Linked DNA regions of Mus musculus: region 1 is linked to region 2. Evidence: chromatin contacts called from public Hi-C data. All regions are on one chromosome and are shown on one strand. The core of a region is the stretch at or near the end of the contact, and the rest is flanking DNA. Distances in the headings are between cores, read along the strand shown.

Region 1 (6,740 bases), core at 3,194-5,693, 95 kb before region 2:
TGAGCATGGGGACCCTAATGGAGGGGTTAAGGGAAGGACTAAAGGAGCTGAAGGGGTTTGCAACACTATAGGAAGAACAACAATGTCAACCAACCAGACTCCCCAGAGCTCCCAGGAGCTAAACCACCAACCAAAGAGTACACATGGTGGGACCCATGACTTCAGCTGTATATGTAGCAGAGGATGGCCTTATCTGGAATCAATGGGAGGGGAGGCCCTTGGTCCTGTGAAGGTTTGATGCTCCAGGGTAGGGAAATGCTAGAGCAGTGAGGTGGGAGTGGGTGGGTGAGTAGGGGATCACTCTCATAGAAGCAGAGGGGAGGGGGCTGGGGATTAGGGGTTTCCAGAGGGGAAATTGGGAAGAGGGATAATGTTTACAATGTAAATAAATAAAATAACCAATACAAAATTAAAAGAAAAAAGAAAAAAATTGCACAGCCTCACTGACTTCAGCCTTGTGAGATACTGATCAGAGAACCTAGTTATGCTTCACACAAATTTGTCTTCAGAAGCTATGATATAACTGTTACTCCACATCTGATTCCAGAAGTTTGTTGACTAGGGCATGAATGCAGGGCATTGTGCACCAACTGTGACTTTGGTGGGTTTTGTTGTTGTTGTTGTTTATTTTGTTATGTGTTATACTGGTAGCCTACCTGTTTATGTGAACATCTATAGGGGCTTGGAACAATATACTTGGCCTCCAGCAAATGTTGGCTTTGTTTCTTAGTAAGCATCTAGGACAAGACTGTGGTCACGATCATAACAACAGACGGACCTATCCGAGGTTAGGTTGCAATTCTGTTGACTATATCTGACTTGAATTTGTGTCCACTCTGAGGTGTAGTTTCCTAAGGGTTCCACTTCTGAGCCAGAGCGGTTTCTTTTAAAACAGGTCCCGGACTTCTAAATTTTTGTTTCGTGAAAACTCTGCAGCGGATTATTGACTTAGGTTTTTCTCCTCTATATAGGAAACATTTTCAGTCCTTTTCGAATTCACACCAGGAGTATTTATAGTAAGATCCACATGTCTATTCACAACCGTTTAAAAGCAATATAGGCCTCTGCAATTATGCCTTTACAATTATTCTGGTTCCTGCCCAGTGTCCAATTTCTAAGCTATTTCTACATTTTTGAGTCCCATTTCACAAACACTCCATTTCTAAGAGGAGCAGGACTATGAGGAATAAATATAAAGGGTTCATTGCAACAAATTGGCTTGTGAACCTGTAGGTATGCCATAGGCAAATGCAAAGCGTAGAATTAATTGTCTGAATTTGTGGTAGATTGAGAGGACTGGAGCTTTTAGATGTGGGCTGAAATGTCCATAGCTGAAATTTTCCTTTTTTCTGAAGGAAGTCTGAGGACCAGGTTTCTTTCAATCTACTGAGCTCTGCCTGTAAAAATTATCTTGGAAATATTCCTTACTTAAAGTTAATTGATTATGGACTTTAATAACACCTATAAAATACTGTTATAGAAACACCTGGATTAATGCTTGTCTTTGAAGAGCAGCACTATAGGCTAGTCTAATTGATATATCCAAGGGACCCTCAATGAACTTGATCTGACTTTCGAAAGGGACCAGTGTTTGTTATTCTGCTCCAAGGAATGTCTTAAACTCTTGATTCAGACCCTTTTATACATTATAGGTCAGTTGCTTTCTCTTTGCTATTTTTGTGGTGTTCCACATGTTCTCTCTCTCTCTCTCTCTCTCTCTCTCTCTCTCTCTCTCTGTGTGTGTGTGTGTGTGTGTGTGTGTGTGTGTAGACCAGAGGAAAACCTTGGATATTGTTTGTCAGGCATCGTTCACTGTGTTTTTGAGACAGAGTCTCTTATTGGACTGGAACTCATTATATAAATTAGACTAGCTAGTAAGGCAGCTCTGCCTCCACGGTCCTTGGGCTTACAAACACCGCTATGTCTGGCTTTTTAAACCATAGGTCCTGGGTATCAAGCTCAGGTCTTCGTTCTTGCAATGCAAGCATTTTACCAACTGAGTCATTTACCTAGCCTTTCACATACCTTGGCATTGTAACATTTACTGTGTTTCCTTACAAAGTGGTTACTTAGCCAAATATTAACATCTGAGTTCTAAGACATTAGAACTGGCTATCATATGTAATGCCTGATGCTGCACAAGGGTTTCATAGGTCACACTGAGGTGTCTACTGATCCATATCAACGTAGAAGCTTGCTTTTGTTTGTTTGAAAGTCTTCCTGGTGAATATTTATTTGAATAGATAGTGAGATATATCATCCACCATATTGAGATAATATATAGTAAATTTTTATAACTTTTGGTACTACCCCCAAAGCATACCCAGACCAATGGCGAATAGTGTTGATCTTTGTAGAAAGCCAGCTGATATATTTGCATAAATGGACAGCAAGCAGATTCTCTCTCCCTGAGATTCTCTTTAAGAGAGAGATTATTGTAGTGAAGCTTGGCAGAACTGCCGATGGTCTAGTTGAAGGAAAAGGCCAGAAGACATGAATTCAACTTGTCCTTACGCATGGAAAGATCTAGGCAGTTGTTAGTTGCTTCACAGTGAGTGCAATGTCAGGATCTCTTCCAGACTTAGCCCCTACATAATAGTGTTGTATCAGGGGCAGAGCAGAAGGAAAGCTGAATTCCAGTCCAGCCTGGCATCTTTGGCTTATTTTGTAGCATTATTCCCTGTTGAAAAATAGTTAGCTAGTTGTAGTAGTATGTGGCTGTAATTCTAGCACTGGGAGGCAGAAGTGTGTGTGTGGGGAATTACTGCAAGCTTGAGGGCAGTCTGGATGATATATTGAGTTCTAGACCAGCTAGGCATATGGAGTGAAACCCTGCTTCTAAACTAAAAAGTAAATAAGCAAATAACTATGAAAATGTCATGTTCTGAGTAAGGAGTGTGACAGATGAAAGAGGGCTGTAGGGTGCTCAGCATTCCAACGCAATAGCCTCTGGATAGGATCATGTGTCCATAATTTGCTCCTCTGATGGCTTTCATGTAAGTTTGGAAAAAAAAAGTGAATCTTTTGGACAATGGATATTTTACTGTAATTTAGTGGAAGACAAACTGTCAGGACAACTTGATTCTAATTTGATATGTAGAGGTCACAATCCATAATTGTGCCTGAAGTTGGCAGAACTCTGTGAATGTGTGTGTGTTTATGTTGAATGTTATGTGTATCTGTGTGTGTATGTGTGAATGTGCATGTAGAGGCCGGAGGACGACATAGAGACTCTTATCTATAGTTCTCACTGTATTTTGTGAGACAGGTTTTTTTACAGAAGACCATGAAGCTTGCTAGTCTGCCTGGGCTGACTGGCCTCTGAGCTTCTGGGACTTAACTATCTCTGCTCCTCCACACACTGAGATTGCAGGCAGATGTGGCCACGTATAATAGCTTTTTATCTAGGTTTGTGGATTTGAATTCAGGTACGCATGCTTCCATAACATATGCTTTTATCTACTTCTTACCTAGTAAACCATCTTCCCTGCTCTGGAAGGACTTTTTGTGTCAGCTTCAGATGGAAGAAACAAATAGAATTGTTAACTATATATATTATTCCACCTCTCAAGGAGAACATAGACTTTGTAGTCAGAATGAATAGCTTTAGATGTGACCCCCAACATTGAAACAGGGGTGATGGTTAAGCGGTCAGAAATTTTTCCTATTTTTGCCACATGCAATTGCTTATGCCTTTTCCAGAGGACAGTGTGTGTGCATGTGTATGTACATGAGTGTGGGTTAAGAGGACAGTGTGTGTGTGTGTGTGTGTGTGTGTGTGTGTGTGTGTGTGTATGTGCATGAGTGTGTGTTAATCTAACTATTTTGCTTGTTCTCTGGGTCCGTCTTCTACTGTTAACTCTATCTCCTTGGGTACTGGAAGTCACTTAGACCATGCCAGTTTTTCAAATCTTGCTCTAGATTGCAACTGAGCAGTAAGGATAATAGACGGCTATTTGCAGTCAGCATATGCAGCCATCTAGTCTCCATTCAGAACTGGGCATGAGAACATTGTCAGTCACAGGGCTTCTATGCTGTACCATTTCCTCTCTTCCGCAGAAACTGTCCTTTATGGTCAAATAGGGACAGAAGTAGGGATTAAAATAGGACCAACATTCAAAAGGAAACCATGCAGAAGTTGAAGAGAAAGCATTCTCAGAAGGAAGTGGAAATACGGGAAGATCCGTCTAGATTGCTCAGCACCATGGCTTTAGCTACTTCATTCATATGCTTTAAGTTTTTAGTTATTTAGCATAAGAAAGGTTTGTGGGAATTCACAAAATGCAATTAATTAACTAATTAATTTAATTTAGTGAAATTGAACTTAATGTATAAACAGTTCTTCAGCACATGCCCTATGGCCCATGGGGTCCATTTCACTCCTCATAGGATTTAAAGTTCCAGAGCAGGGACAGCAGCTCATCTTGTTGACTGTTATGTCTCAGTCAGTTAATTGACTCATTTGCTCATTTGAAAACACATTTGTTTCCATTCTTTGGCAGCACTGTCTTACACACAGTGAAAGAGACAAAAATTACTGGGCTTTTACACAATGTTTGTCTAAATATGGGCAGTAGATTACATATATATATATATTTTGCTTGTTCTCTGGGCCCGCCTTCTACTGTTATATATATATATATATATATATATATTCCTCATCCCTTATCAAGGAAAACATACATATAAATAAAGAGACTGGAGGCCCCAAGGATATCTTACATATTTCGGTAAATCTGGTTTTTTTAAAAAATTTTTAAATACTTTAAAAGTTTTTTTGAGATTAGAATATGATTACATCATTTCTCTCTTCCCTTTTCTCTCCCATATACCCCTCCTAGCTCTCTTTCAAATTCATGATCTCATTTTCATTAGTTGTTATTACATAATATATACATATGTATGTTTTATATATACAAATTTATTTCTAAATATAAAAAATATAACCTCAGCATGCATAATGTCATTTTTTAAAAATTTTATTTAACCATTTTTTTTACAGTTCAGATTTTATCTCCATCCTGGTCCATCCTCTGGCTGTTCCACATCCCATATCTCCTCCCCCATCCCTCCCTCATTGCCACAAGGATGTTCCCACTCACCCCACCCCCACTTCTTGGGGTCTCCAGTCTCTTTATTTATATGTATGTTTTCCTTGATGAGGGAAGAGGATTATACTTATCTGTGGGTAGTATCTAAATATTATCTAATATTTAGAATGTAATTCGGTGTAAGCATGGAACGTTACAGATGTCTTGGGAATGCTATACTTTTAGATTAATGGAAAGGTTGTATAAGGTCACCAATAGCATTGGTAATTGCTATTCACTGTAAAGTATATGGGAAAAAGAATCTACAGTCCAAATAATTATGGAAAAATGTTCAAGGCACAGGGGACAAAGGACACACAACCTTGAAAGGGCCTATACAATTTTGGTAATATGTAGAATCCCTTGTAGCAGAAAGCAGGAAATGATGGTCCAGCATCTGGCAATTAACAGAACAAATATGGTATTCTGTTCATGGTGTACAAATACATTGTTTTAAATTATTTTATTTTTGCATGGCTTATGTGCATGTGTGCATTTATGCACATATGTACATGCAGAGCCCATGACTGTGGGTGCCACATGTTGACATGTGAGTCTTCTGTCACACTCTACCTTGTATTTTGAGAAGGATCTTTCACTGACCTGGACCTCACTCATTTGGCCAGTGAGCTCCAGGAATCCTCCTGCCTCTGCCTCCTCGGGATGTGATTGCAGCTTATGCCTCTGTGCTTGGCCTCTCATATAATTTTATTTTTCTACTTTTAGTATTTGGGGTCTGAGTTCATAATTTCCTCGCTTTGGTAAAAGAATTCCTTTCATTAAGGCAAGATTGCTAAGTTAACATGTACTCTTTCAGTTCTTATCTTTGTTGAGGGTGGGGGCAGCAGGGAGATGCTGGCTGGCCTGAGACAGGCTTCTGCAGTCCAATACAGCTTGACTTCACATGCTTCTTACATCATTATCACTTTGAAAATAGTTTTAATTTTTACCATGTTTCTTCCTCTCCCCCAACTCTTTTCAAGTTCTTACTAACTCAACTTCATGTTTTCTCTCTCTCATTCTCTCTCTCTCTCTCTCTCTCTCTCTCTCTCTCTCTCTCTCTCTCTCTCTCTCTCATTTTCTCTCTCATTTTCTCTCTCTCATTCCCACTCATTCTCTCTCATTCTTTCTCTCATTATCTCTCTCATTCTCTCTCTCTCATTCTCTGTCCTCTCTCTTTTCAGAAAAATTTCAAAACAAAACAAAAACAAAACTGTAATCAATACATCCAGAAACAAATAAGACAAAGATGAAAACAAAACAGAATTAAATAGAAAGCCGACAAACAACAAACAAAGAAACAAACAAATGAGTTTATTTTGTGTTGGCTATCTCCTCCCAGGTCTAGAGCTTGCCTTGTAGTGTGATTGCTATACCCAGTGACACTCTATTTGAGAAAACTTATTTTCTTTACAGTGAATATCAATTGCCAATGCTATATTGGTGGCCTTCTACAATCTGACGATGAGACCCTATTGATAAAGATACCACACAGGTATGTCAGAGTATATGGAGCTTCCTGTTAAGGTGGGACTCCTTATCTTCTCTCTCTCAGTGTTCAAACCACATCCGGCATGAACCCATGCAAGTCGTGTGTACGCTTTCACAGTCTCTGTGTGTTCATATGTACATTAATTATGTTGTGTCTGG
Region 2 (6,000 bases), core at 2,443-4,942:
GTGTCTTTTGCAGATTACCTGTGACCTCTTCCATAAGAACCAGTTTTATTGGCTGAGCAATGATGCTCAGTATAAAGTTCTAGGGAGGAGGGTCTGGAATAAGCACAATAGTAGACTCTTTTGTAAGGCACATGGCACCTCTTTCCTAAGAATGATTTCTATTGGCTGAGATACAGTGCTCAGGAGTCTGGGATAAACATAGTCTGGGGGATTCAGATAGAGCTTGACCCAACAGATAGCAAAGATCACCAGGTTATCAACTGCATCCAATTGCAGCTTTCCAGGCAGAAACAGGTGTAAATCCCTTCCAATGAGAAAAGCCTTCTAATTTAATGTTCCTGATTTCCCTAGAGCTCTCTGTGAGCACAAGGACCTCCTGCCCTCTACAACAGGAAGACGCATTAATATGCTAATTATACCTCATTTTGGAAATATGAGGAACAAATATCCCACAGTGTTACACTGATAAAATGAGTGATATCGACATGGCACCACTTCAAACATTTTTCACTTTAAAAAGGGATCCTGTAGGGCTGGGGAGACAGCTCAGTTGCTTAAGTGTTTGCAGTCTAAGAATGAGGGCCTGGGGGGGGGCGGGAATTGCACCTCTGTAACCCCAACAATAGGTATGGGGTGGGGATGTGGTAGTGGTAAAGAATGGTGCATTTTTGGAACTTGCAGGTCAGCCAACATAGAGCACTGGTGCTCCAAGTTATTTGAGTGCCACAAGAAACAAAGCGGATAGTGACTGTGCAAGGTACCTGATGTTGATCTCTGATGTCCACACACATAGGTGCACACGTGTGTGCACATGTGTATCTCTTTCTCCCTGCCCCCTCTCTTTCACAAATACATGCACACACACTGACAAAATAAAATTATTCTTAATACTTCAACATACTCATCCTCTTTTACACTATTACTTGAAGGCAACTCTACTTACATCTGGATCAATAATTTTGACATTTATAGTTATATTTTCTAATGATTTTCGGTATTTAGGTTTATTCCTGGAACCACACAGATCTTGGTAGAGGCTCACATAGTTTAACAAGTATTTATCAACTTTCTTACCACCTCATAGTTTCAATTATATCACCATCTCATAGAATAAACTGAAAACCAAATGTTGATGAATAAACAGAAATATATAAAAACTACACATTGGGGCTGGAGAGATGGCTCAGCGGTTAAGAGCACTGACTGCTCTTCCGAAGGTCCTGAGTTCAAATCCCAGCAACCACATGGTGGCTCACAACCATCTGTAACAAGATCTGGTGCCCTCTTCTGGAGTGTCTGAAGACAGCTACAGTGTACTTTCATTAAATAAATAAATAAATAAATAAATAAATAAATAAATCTTTAAAAAAAAAACCTACGTATTGCATACAGTGTGGCACATTTAGTGAAATAATATATGGTAGATGAAAGATGGGTATTTCTTTTGTTCTCCTAAATTTATAATAGGAGTATTTTGTTGTGTTATTAAAATTGTTTCTTAACTGTTTTAAAATTTTCATAAAAATTTGTTGAATAAATATTAGCCATTTAAAAATTGTTTGGAATACTTTATTTACAACATTTAGTATTATAAACTGCTAACTAGAGGGCATTTTGATGTAAATAGTTTTTTCTATAGCTTATGTATGAGCTATATAAACATTAAATTTGGGCCAAAGGTCACTTGTATTTTAAAACTCAGCCCTCAACCCTTAGGTAATTTTTTTTTCATCTTATAGCCAGCCTTGAAAACCATAGCTATATCTTTTATGATCTTGACCATTGCACAGCTTCAGAGGGACCACATAAGGCCACACAGTTCCACATGAGATTTATTGTCAAGATGACAGTGTAAAGAGAAGGGGGAAAGAGGGATGGAGGAAGGGAGGGAGAAGGGGAAGGGGAAGGGGAGGGAGAGGGAGAGAGGGAGAGGGGGAGGGGGAAGGAGAGGGAGAGAAGGAGAGGGAGAGGGATAGAGATAGAGATCAGGGGGCCTTTCTTTATATGTGGATGATGACATAATCACAGGTAAATCTGGGAGGTGAGCCAAATGGATTCTGGGAATAGGATGGCTGTTGCCTTGGCAACAGGTGTACTGGTCCCACCTACGTGATATCTCGGGTTTCTGAGATCCTGATACCAACAATATCACAGGCTGTGAGACTATTACACTATGAAAACATATGCAGAGCATTTATGGTAGCTCTTAAGACATAGCGCCCAGGAAATGCCATTTTATGAATTCTATGCTCTGAAAAGTAGTGTGGCTTTTACACTGCTTTTAAACTAATCTAACTGGACAAAGCAATGTTACTTTAATTTTAACTTGTATCCCTCTGACAAAAGGGAGAGTGTACTTTTCATTGTCTTTTATTTTTTATTTTCATTGTTTTATTTACATACCAAATGTTGCCCCCCTTCCCACATCCCCCTCCAAGAGTTCTTCACCCCAGCACCCCTCCCCTTTGCCTCTGAGAGGGTGTTGCCTACTTCACCCCTCACCTGGCTTCCCTCATCCCCTTTCCTTGGAACATCAATTCTCTACATGGTTAGTTACATCCTCTCCCACTGAGGCCAGACAAGGCAGTCCTCTGCTATATATGTACTATGGATCGTAGACCAGCCTATGTACGCTCTTTGATTGGTGGCTTAGTCTCTGGATGTTTGGGTGAGAACTTATACAAACATTTCATGGATTTGAAATTTATATTTATTTAGCTACCAAGGCTTTATGGGTTTACTTGATTGACTCTAAGCTGCTTTTTAATATATGAACCCATGGAGATGTTGTTAGTTGTGATAACTTAACCCCCCCCCCACCCACACACAGAATATAGTTTAGACTTAGAAAGTCTAAGATAATTTAAAACTTACAGGAGATCACAACTAGAAGGAAACAACATTAATGCACTAAGTTTTGATTTCCAGAGGCTAGCTGAAGTTTCAAAGCACTGAGGACCTCACTGTGGTCAGTCAGTTTCTTCCCTGGGTCATGTTTCACTCTTGCTTCTGCTACTTCATTAATCAGCCTTGCTATTCTACCTCAGAAGGGGAATAAAGGGACTTTTCTTATCACATTGTGGTTTGAACACACAAGGTTTACCTAGATGTTTCTCTTTTACATAGGTTCCCAGGGATAAGTCTGCGGAAGTCTATTCTAATAAGGCAGTTGAGATGGTCCCTTGTCACATGTGAAAACTCATGTCCACCAAGTCTTACATTCCCTCCCTGCTGTCTCCAGGACAGAGATCTGCAATGCTACCATCAATGATAGGAGAAGAACGGCGCTGAGACTGAAAGCCTAGAATAAAGTCGGGCTCAAGTTTAAAGACTGTACTTTGGAGTTAGAATGGCTGGGATTCAAGTCCTGGTCTGTCTTGCTCTAAGCTCTTTGTCCTCCAGGGCTGCAGGCAGGCACAAGTCCGGCTCACTATCTTTACTTTCCATTTTACAAGGATGTTGTGAGGAATCTGTAGCTTTAGATAAACCTACCATTTATCTATAAACAAAGAAACAGACATTCTACAGAAAATCCAGAGCAATTTCTGTGCACCAGGCACAGAGTCACACATGAGAAGAGAGGCTGATCTTTCTCTGTTGAAAAGCTGGTTGAAGGGGTAGGAGACCAGTGATGTAATTGTGCTGCTTACTCCTTGTGATGGGGGAAGAACAATGAACTGTGACAATGGATGGGAAATGGGAAGTCAGTGGGGCCTGACCTTTCAAGAATAGGACCCAGGGAGGAAATTGAGTATCCTCTGTGCTGCTGAGTCGCTAAATCTTTTAATAGAGCCATATTCTAGGAAAGAGCATTAGAGTGGGGAAGTTCAACTGGGACCCTGAAGCATTTCAGCAGTAGGTTTGGAAAGCAGTGATTCTTTGCTTTTGTGGCAGATTGTGACAGCACAGGCTGCACGATCTATCTCTTCTCCTTGGAAGGCTTTTCCTCTTTCTCTTGCCATCGCCATATAGTCACGTGTAACATTAAGAATTTACTACACACTGGACACAGGAAGGTAGCACTCTAAATTGATTCATTCACTGAAGATACACTTACTCTGTACTGACTGCATCCCAGGCATTGTTCAGTTGAGGATGCAGCAGAGAGAACAAAGAGAGAAATAGAAGGGAGAGAGATGATAGATAGATATGTGGATGATTGATGAGTATTTCTATTATCGTTGTGTGTATTGCTCAGAAACTCAAACTGTCACATGTATAAATAAGTAAATAAGATAAAACATTACACTTATTAATGCTTTCTTTTATATTAAGACAAAGATCAACGATGTGTTACATGATCACAGAGGACACCATTGCATTTATGCATTACAATTCATTTAACCACTGCCTTACTGTTGGAGAGGGAAAAGAAAATTTTCTTTTGTTTGTTTCTTGTCACCATAGACCATGCTGTATTCAATATGCCTATATTTCTTTGCACACACTGGGGTCTTTATTGTCACATGACATGCCATCATTTGTATTCCACAAGTCCTGGCCCTGAAAAGGAGTTATATTTATTTCCCATTGAAGGCTTAAATGGCTTCTTTGCATTTTGAACTATCTCTGTATACTCCCAGATGTAACAACTACTTTTAAAAAACGTAATTTATTTAAGACAACACTTCATTTACATATCTGTTTGACATGCTTAGAGTTCTAAGGGGCAAAGTGCTTTCCCCTGCCCTAGAGCCTGTTTATTCAATATCACTGACTTCATTGCTACCATCAGCAGTATCAGAATGTAAATCTATCTGACAATTCTTGTGGAGTTTTTGCTACTATATTGTAGATAACTGCATCTTATACTATGTCTGGTTGCTCTTGGGATGTAGGAAAATCTTCAATCTCACTGGAGCCTCTTATTTTGACAGTAGAACACTTTAGTGGATATTTTGAAGGTTTCTGGTTATACGAACATAGTTGTGATCTAGGCCAATAGTGCTAATCTTGCCCCTTTTCCTTTGAGCTTTGCATTTTGTTCTTCTGCCAATGATGTCCTTATCAGAGATAAGCAGTTGGGCAGAGTAGCACCGAATTAGTGTAACTGTGGGAAGGTTGTGAAGTCCAGCTTGAGTCCATTTGGAACTTGGAATGGGGTGGGGGGAGATAGCATTTCTCCTAAGGCTTTAAGAATTTGGAGATAAATAGTCCAACAATTTGGAAAGTCTGCATGTCTAAAAAAGTGTTCCACATGCAAAACAACTTTGGCAAGAGATGAGACACCTTTACTTGGTGTTCCCCTCTCTGTTATGGCTTTGTATAATTTTGTCATTAGGCTTCCACATGGTCCTGCAGCCATTTTTTTCCCCATCCATCAGTGTTTTAACCATCATCTGCTCAACTGGCCACTGACCTCCCTGAGGGTAGGAACTGTTTTCTTACTCTCTATGTCTGGAGTTGCTAGAAGAATGCCTGGAAAACCACTGGCCCTTAACAAATGCCTGCTAAACAAGCTACTAGATTTCCAAGTGTACAAATGGATGCATGCATATCTATTCATTTTTGTTGCATGTTGAACAAATGACCAGGTAGTCATGCCTCCAGCTTCACACAGAAGCACTAAATGAGGCTAAAGCCCAACTTCTCCTTCCCTGGGTTCAGAATTGAGGCAAATGCGGGTAGAATGAGCTGGCTCAGTTCCTCTGTTTCTTTGTGGGATTGATGATATGGTAGAAACATGATTGAGCAAGAATACTTCCTTCACATAATTCTCAGGAACTGTGGGTCTAGAGGTCGAGTCAAATATGGACGATTTCTTAATTATCTTACTTGTAGATCTTACTTGCTAATACCTGTGAATATCTGTTGGTTTTTAGCAGGAATAGATCATCAGCATGGAAACAGTAGGTCTGAAAAGACATTCTCTCTTGCTGTTTGTGAAGATTACTGGATAATGATTTTGCCAGTACCTATATTTTTGATCTCTCTCTCTCTCTCATATATCTGTCTCCATCTCTCTCTCTTTCTCTCTCTCCTTATCTTTCTATCTCTCTA

Evidence for each region. Hi-C and Micro-C count contacts between places; a contact is called where the count stands out from the background.
Region 1: a Hi-C map of bone marrow-derived macrophages shows a contact between it and region 2, with 4 times the contacts expected there. The contact joins two enhancer-like sites. A contact is called at or near these places in 3 of 15 datasets of contacts at CTCF or cohesin (CD8 T cells, large pre-B cells and pro-B cells), 16 of 484 Hi-C or Micro-C datasets (CD4 T cells, ECoMG-derived neutrophils, the G1E-ER4 cell line and 10 more) and 2 of 115 datasets of contacts at active chromatin or transcription factors (bone marrow-derived macrophages and microglia).

Annotation. Positions count from the first base shown.
Region 1 is chr15:63,593,169-63,599,908 of GRCm38.p6, reverse strand. No RefSeq gene overlaps it. Among named protein-coding and RNA genes, the nearest start is that of Gm25702, 120 kb to the right of the region's middle. Within about 2 kb of position 4,443, at least 10 of the 459 cell types and tissues checked have an H3K27ac peak or open chromatin away from gene starts, as enhancers often do. A contact at or near this core is called in bone marrow-derived macrophages and microglia, where this site is marked.
Region 2 is chr15:63,498,338-63,504,337 of GRCm38.p6, reverse strand. No RefSeq gene overlaps it. Among named protein-coding and RNA genes, the nearest start is that of Gm25702, 20 kb to the right of the region's middle. Within about 2 kb of position 3,692, at least 12 of the 459 cell types and tissues checked have an H3K27ac peak or open chromatin away from gene starts, as enhancers often do. A contact at or near this core is called in bone marrow-derived macrophages and microglia, where this site is marked.